Linked DNA regions of Rattus norvegicus: region 2 is linked to region 1. Evidence: chromatin contacts called from public Hi-C data. All regions are on one chromosome and are shown on one strand. Each heading gives the region's core, a stretch centred on a gene start, on an enhancer-like site or on the middle of the called end of the contact. The rest is flanking DNA. Distances are from core to core; before and after follow the strand shown. Region 1 has its middle 73 kb from the start of Nrp1. Region 2 holds the start of Nrp1 (neuropilin 1).

Evidence for each region. A called contact is a pair of places that touch in the nucleus more often than the background predicts.
Region 2: a contact with region 1 is called in a Hi-C map of kidney, with 3 times the contacts expected there. The contact joins the promoter of Nrp1 here to the enhancer-like site in region 1. A contact is called at or near these places in 2 of 12 Hi-C or Micro-C datasets (both in kidney).

The regions. Positions count from the first base shown.
Region 1 is chr19:73,181,416-73,184,999 of GRCr8, reverse strand. No RefSeq gene overlaps it. Among named protein-coding and RNA genes, the nearest start is that of Nrp1, 73 kb to the left of the region's middle. Within about 2 kb of position 1,614, at least 1 of the 93 cell types and tissues checked has an H3K27ac peak or open chromatin away from gene starts, as enhancers often do. A contact at or near this core is called in kidney, where this site is marked.
Region 2 is chr19:73,254,632-73,258,215 of GRCr8, reverse strand. Nrp1 (neuropilin 1) reads right to left here and starts at 1,659. Exons shown (of 18, transcript NM_145098.2): 1 at 1,582-1,659.

The sequences.
Region 1 (3,584 bases), core at 365-2,864:
AGATCGGTGTGTGAAAACAGCACCTGGGGCTCTGATTGGGGACACGGAAGAAAGTGTGCAGAGGATTTAGGGGTGGCAAAATCTGGCTTGTGTGGGTGCCTGTGCACAGGTTGCAAATGCACTTAGAAGTCAAAGTGGGACCTTGGTATTCCTCAGGTGCTGCCCATCTTGTGTTTTGAGACAGGGTCTCTGATTGGCCTGCAACTTGCTTGCCAGCAAGCCCCAGCATTGGAATTACAAGTGTGTACCGCCACACCTGGGTTTTAATGTAGGTTATAGGGACCAACTCCAACACCTCATCTTGTGCTTCAAGCATTTTATCCACTGAGCCATCTAACTATCGCTAAATGTTAAGGTGTTTGTTTGAGGTGTATGTTAGGTTTATTCTGCTACTTCACCAGAATCATTAGCTCTTGTCAAGAAGTCACCCATCCGTGCCTTCCCCATCCTTCATCCTTTACCCCCCTTCTCGCAAATCCACCCCCATACCCTTGCATATATTGCCCCCCAAACCTCCCCATGCTGGCAGGGCATAAACTACTTATTGCCCCTTACGCTGCAACATTGCTTGAATGGGTAATCCAAAGAAATCTGAGACCCAGGCAATGCCTTCAAAGATGTTACAGTCTCCTTAACATGATAAGAATAACAGACTACTGCAAACACAAAACTACCCAACTTGGGAAGATAAATTCAAGACCTCGTAGAAGAGAGGTTGTGATGTGGTCTGGGTCAGTAAGGGTAACCTGGAGTTTCAGAAGCTGGAGGATGGGGCAATGTCCAGGAGGGAACCCAGGAAGAGTCAGGACTGAGGCTGGCAGGAACAAAGACAGCCAACAGGATCAGGACAGAAACAGATGGGATTTGGGAGTGGCTCCCATGCCAAAGCAGGAACCATTTTGTGCTGGACCAAATGCTGACAGGTGTGTCCACCCGGGAAACACTACATTACTGGTAGGGAGGGAACCTGGAGTGTTGGGATGTTGAGGGCTAGTGTTAAGTAGAAAATAGAGACCAACTGAGTCTCGAATCTAGGGAAATTTAGGAAAAGAGGGCATGGGAATGATTATTTAGAATCTTCCATGGTCCAATTGTAGTGACTTAATTAAGTGACTTACTCAATGAAGGGCAACGTGTAAATCAAGAATTCCTGGGACAGAATTTAAGAAGAGGCCTTGAAGACAAAGTGTCAGGGTCAAAGTCTCAGATGGGACACTTCCTCTTTTTTATTTTTCTTCCTACCTTCTTTGTATGCTCAGGCGAAAGTATGTGTGCGCATGTGCGTGTGTTTTTGTGAGTGTGTGTGTGTGTGTGTGTGTGTGTGTGTGTGTGTGTATGCTTGAGTAGTGCATGCATGCATGTGTGTTTCATTTAACAAGACAGTTTGTTGGCCCATTTGAGATGGTATTACAGAAATGAAGTAAGAGGTAGGTTCTAAAGACTGTACAATAAGCAGGACTTAGTGATCGTGTGGAAGACAGGGAAAGGGGGACACTAAGGATGACAGTAAAGCTCTTCCCCATTTCTAAAGCTTTCTCTCTCAAGGACAAACGCCTCTTAGAAGCACACACTTGTTAATCTAAAACCAGATCTTAACCAGCCACAGGCTGAACACAATGTTCTGGGATGAGCTTGTCATTTTGAGATGACTGTGGATTCCTAGGCAGTTTGCTGTAAGAACGAAGCAATCCCATTTACACCCAACCCCCTACTGTACTCCACAGGATTGAGAAATGAACACTGATGCCCTCCACAAGCCTTGTTCAGAACTTCATCTTCTATGTTCAGAGCTTACTTGCTTGTGTGTACACTGAATTCTGTGGAATTGTATCCCATGTGCACACTGGTGTGGCCCCTCCCCCAGTCAAGATGGCAGGGCAGTCTCATAGCAAGGATACACCACTGGGGAGTCTGTAGCCGTGGCCACTCCCATTCCTTTCCTTGCTTTCTGGCTCTTGGCAGTATGCTTGTTTACTTGTTTGCTTTGACAGAGCCGGCTGGCAGACCTCAGGGTTTTCAGTATTTTAGGTAAATGCTCTACCACTGAGCTACACTCCCAATTCCCTCTTTCTTTAAAGTGTGATTTTTTTTTATGTCCATCATTTGATTATTACAGACATCTCCTGGGAATGGGGTCATGGCACATGTAAACTGGGATATTAGCTTTTTCATTTTGAACAATGCCCTGGCAAGCCATCAAACTTGTATGTGCACCAACAGTGTGGAGGAGTTTTCATTGTTGAATAGTAGTCCACTGTGTATATCTACCAAAGTTCACTTTAAACCTACCCTTTGTAAGACAGTTGTTCACAGACTTAGAATTAACCAAAGCCTCAGAAAATGCTTGGGTGCAGGTTTTTGTGTGAGCCTACCCTTTGATTTCTCCAGAATAAAGTCCAGGAGTATTACTGCTGGGCCTTATAATACCTGTGTTTAGTTTTATAAATAACCATCATTTTTACCACAATGACTCTGCTATTTCACATTCCCATTGAAGATGAAGGTTCCTTGGCATCTTTGGTCATCCTTGGTCATATAATATTATGTATTATATGCATATATATAATTTCAGCCACTACCACTGCTGTGTGGAGATGGCTAAGGTGATTTGAAGCAGTGTCCTGGCTAGTTTTATGTCAAATTGACACAAGCTAGAGTCATCTGAAAGTTGGGAGCCTCAATAGAGAGATGCCGCATAAGATTCCATTGTAGGGTATTTTTAAAATTAGTGATAATAGGGGAGGGGTCAGCCCATTGTGGGTGGTGCTATCCAAGGGCTGGTGGTCCTGGGTTCTATAAGAAAGTAGACTGAGAACCCATGGGAAGCAAGCCAGTAAGTAGTGCTCCTCCGTGGCCTCTGCATCAGCTCCTGCCTCCAGATTCCTGTCCTGTTTGAGTTCTGCTGAACTTGATTTATTGATTAACAGCAATATGGAAGTGTAGGCTGAGTAAACCCTCTCCTCCACAACTTGGCTTTGGCAATGGTCTTTTGCTGAAGCAGTAGAAACACTAAGACAGACATTATACTAACTACTTTTCAGTTGCTGTGATAAAACACCATGACCAAGACGTCTTACTAAAGAAAAAAGTTTATTTCGGCTTATGGTTCCAGGGGGCTAGAAACTGTAACGGTGGGGACAGCTTGGTGGCAGACAACATGTGGAAAGCATAAATAGGCATAATAGCCAGAACAGGAAGCTGAAAGCTGAGAGTTCACATCTTGAGCTACAAGCATGAAGCAGAGCGTATGTACACACTAGGAATGACATGAGACCCTGAAACCTGGAGGTCTAACCTCGGTGATATGTCCTCCAGATGAGGTAAGAGACAAATCTTCAGGGGTGACCAGTGGGAGACCATCTTTCCTCATGGGAGCACTCTGCAGTAAAGTGTCTTTTCCCTCCACTTTAAAGTTAAGATTATTACAGTCTAGCATACTTTTATTTCTGCTTGTAAAGGTAGCTGTTCTTAAACTCAAAATGCAGCCAAGAATGACTTTGAGCTTATGACCCCTTATTTTACCTCCCAGATGCTGGGATTACAAATCCTGTACCACCATGTGTGCTTCATGTGATGCTGGGAAC
Region 2 (3,584 bases), core at 410-2,909, 73 kb before region 1:
GCTGGAGATTCGGAGACACAAGTTTCTCTCTGCACGCTTTCTCCTTCGGTCCTTTGGGCTCCCCCCTCCACCCCACCTCCGGGCACCCTGCTGTGCTCTCCGCGGGAAGAAGGTCATTGGGGAGCCAGTAGTCTGTGCCCATAGCGCAAGGACACGTGTGTGTCAGGAGGGGCAATGCTAGTGGTACCAGCCCCAGTGATCAGCTAGTCTACCTTGGCGAGATCTCTGCACCCCAGGACTGAGCTAGGCTGAGGATCCCGGAGCCCAGGAGTTCTGAGAGCCCGGGGTTAGCTGCTACTTCAAGGAACTCCAAATCCCTAGTCACCCGCGCCCCAGGTGGTGTGGATCACGCGTCAGTCCTTGCTTTCACTTCCTGGGTGCCAGCCTGAGGTTTGGGGCGGGAAGCAGCCAGGCACTCCAGAATGCTGCGAGTAAGACTGTTGACCAGAAGAAGAAGGCTGTTCTGGGAGACGCGCTACTAGAGAACTGCGACCGTGCCTCTGCCACGTAAAACATAGGCAGACCTTCTTGGAGCACGGAGCCTGGCTGCAGCCGAACAAGACCACCTCGCCGTGCATAAAGGCGAGGCTGGGTACCCGACCCCCCATCTCCACCCCTGACGCTGCAGGCTGCATTGTTCCCCGAGATTTGGTGCCCTCTCCTTTGGGGTTACATGAGCCAGGAGGATGGATGGTGGCGCGCCTTTCAGCTAGGGGGCAGCCGCCAACAGACACAGAGCAGCCACGTAGAACTCCAAGAATCTGAATCAGGGGTCCAAGGTTCTAAGGGTGGAGGGGCCCATTTCTGTGCACCCTGAAGGAAGGACAAGACTGGCAAGGACCCCTCATGAGGGTGACAGGATGATCTTTGCAAGGGTCTCGTAGTGCCAGGTTTAGATTACAGGCAATTGTGTCTACTGGTCCTCCAGCCTCACCCGCCACCCACAGAAGAGGTGCGTCCCAGTCCCCCGCGTCTGCCCAGTGCTTCCCCTCCCCCACGTCGTCCGGTTCCATCCTCCAGGGCATTCCGAGAACTGCAGCAGGTGGTGTTTGGCTTATGAATAGCAAGGACACCCAGGGACTTAAACTGGTTGAGGCCTCTGATCAAGTACGAGTATAAGAGACTCTATGCCCTCGGAAAGAGCTGGTGGATAAGGTGAAAAGGTCATACGCCTTCTGGGAGGTGGCATTTATAGACACACTACCACCACAGAGACTAACTCCTACCTGGTGCAAGGGCTGGCAAAGATTTAGGATTGCTGGCAAGGAGACTCTGGTCAAAGGTTTTGGCTGAAAAATTAGGGTCAGTCAGGGAGAAAGGACACCCGGGGACACTGGTGCCCCAGGCCAGGAATCTGCGTTGGGTGTCTGGACTGGGCGCTGAACTGAAGCTTGTGCATTGCGCGGATCTCCAGCCTGGGCTCCGGCGCAGGACCCACTGGCTCCAGAGTCCAGCCTTCTTTTCGGCCCTGGTTACCGAGCCCGCCTCCAACGCAGCCTCTCCCTCCCTGCCCCACCGCAAAGCCACCCCCTTGTGTAGAGAGCCAGCCCTGGAGCGCCTCCGTTAGTCGCCACTAGCTACCTCTTTGGTTCTCTGACCCTTATGGAAGACCGGGTGGGTTGGGCGTGCCAGAAGGCTGGGAGTCAAACGCCTGAGTCGAGCGGAAGGGGCAGTCGCGAGGCCGTTGGCCCTCTGCAGGCAAGGTCTAGGCGATAGCCGCGCCCAGGGCAAAGCTGAGGTGGGAGGAACAAGAGTGGTGGCGGGGTGGGGAAGCTGGGGGTGGAGGGGAGCTGGCAATCTGCCACAGGGAGCGCGTGTCCCTACCTCCCTACGCCAGGCATCGGGCGCATCCTTGCCAATTCCAACTGTGCTGGGCAAGCCTCAGACTCAGGGTGACCCGGAGCCACCTTAGCCCTGGAGTCCAAGAGACCGGTGTCTCGGAGGACTTGGCGAGTCGACATAAAAGGGAAATCAGGCCAAAACTGTGGAGATCCAGATCCTTGTCTTTTTCGGAAGAGGAATCCCAATGCCCGGCTCGCTCGCCCAGGTGAAGCTGTTATTTAATCAATCTGCCCTGGGTCGGATTGAGCTAAGGGGTACAGGTGAGACACTTAAGTGATCAGCTGGTGCTCCCTGTGAAAGCCAGTTCCTCAAACCCAGAGACAAGGGGGAGAAAGGGCTTTGAAGCTTGGGGTACCAGTGAAGGACTCCTGTTTTTCTGGCTCAGTCCCTAAGTTCTCTTGACAGCTTTTCTCTAACTGGTAAGGCATGCCTTCTGTGTACTTTAGGGGAGACATACTTAAAACTCTCTCTCTCTGATTTTCCAGGACTAGGCTTATCTGAGGCTTCCCTAGATTCCTTTTTTTTCCACAGTGGGTGCTGCGAAATGGAACCCAGCCGCCCTAATTAGTAATTGTCAGCTCATGCCATTGGTATATTGCTAACCATTCTGGTTAACAGCCTTTTCCTGTGCCGTAAGATTCCATCAAGAAGAGATAGGCCGTTTAAGATACCTGCAACTCTCCACCCAGGGAGACAGACTGGCTTTATAGGAGAGCAAGTGTGAGACAGAGGAAGAATTTGGCAGTATTCCTAGTTTGATTTTATTTTGGTCTCGTGCACACATTCCTCCTCTTGATATCACAGATCTGCCTAGGAGACAGGGCCTGCTTCCACCTTCAGGTGATTTATCTATCTGCTGCCCTAACCGTGCTGGATAGAGGATGTCTGTGGTCAGTACCACCTCAGGGACTGCTGAGGATGCAACCTGTTTGAGCATGGCCAGTATGAACTAGCTGGGTGGAAACACCCTGCTCCTTTCACCGAACCACATCAATTTGTTAGAAATAAGAGGAGAGTCATTGCTCCCAGAAGGCCTTTGGAGCCACCTATTTCTGAAGGGCACAAATGGGGATGGGTACAACACGGGGATCCCAGTTAGCTCAAAACCAAATCAAGTGCATTCGAGATGACGATGACGCATTGCGTTGTTTTTAAAACACAATCTACAGCTATAGAAAAACAATCGAAAGAATTCTTGGGAGCTAACCAACATCTGACATGGAAGGAGAGAACTGTGGAAAGAATAAGAAACTACAATTTACAACCACACGCAGTGGTCTGGAGTCGTGATCCCAGCACTCTGGAACAGGAGGCAAGAGGATCAGGATTCTGAGGTTAGAGTGAGTTGGAGGTCAGTCTGTGCTACCTGAGGCACTATCTTCTCAAAATAAAAAACATAAAAACAAAACAAAACAAACAAACAAAAAAAAACCCCTTTGGGTCAGAAGAAATGGCATTGTGGTGAAGGGAAGGTTCTGCTCTTTCAAGATCAATTCCCAGTGCCTATACTAGGTAACTCAAGACCACCTATATCTACAATTCCCAGGGATCCAATATCCTCTTCTAAACCCTGCAGGCACTTCCATTCCCATGCATATACCCAGCCATATGTACACACAATTAAAATAATTTAAGTTTTTTTTAAAGATTTATTTATTTATATGTAAGTACATTGTTGCTGTCCTCAGACACACCAGAAGAGGGCATCAGATCTCATTACAGATGGTTGTAAGCCATCACGT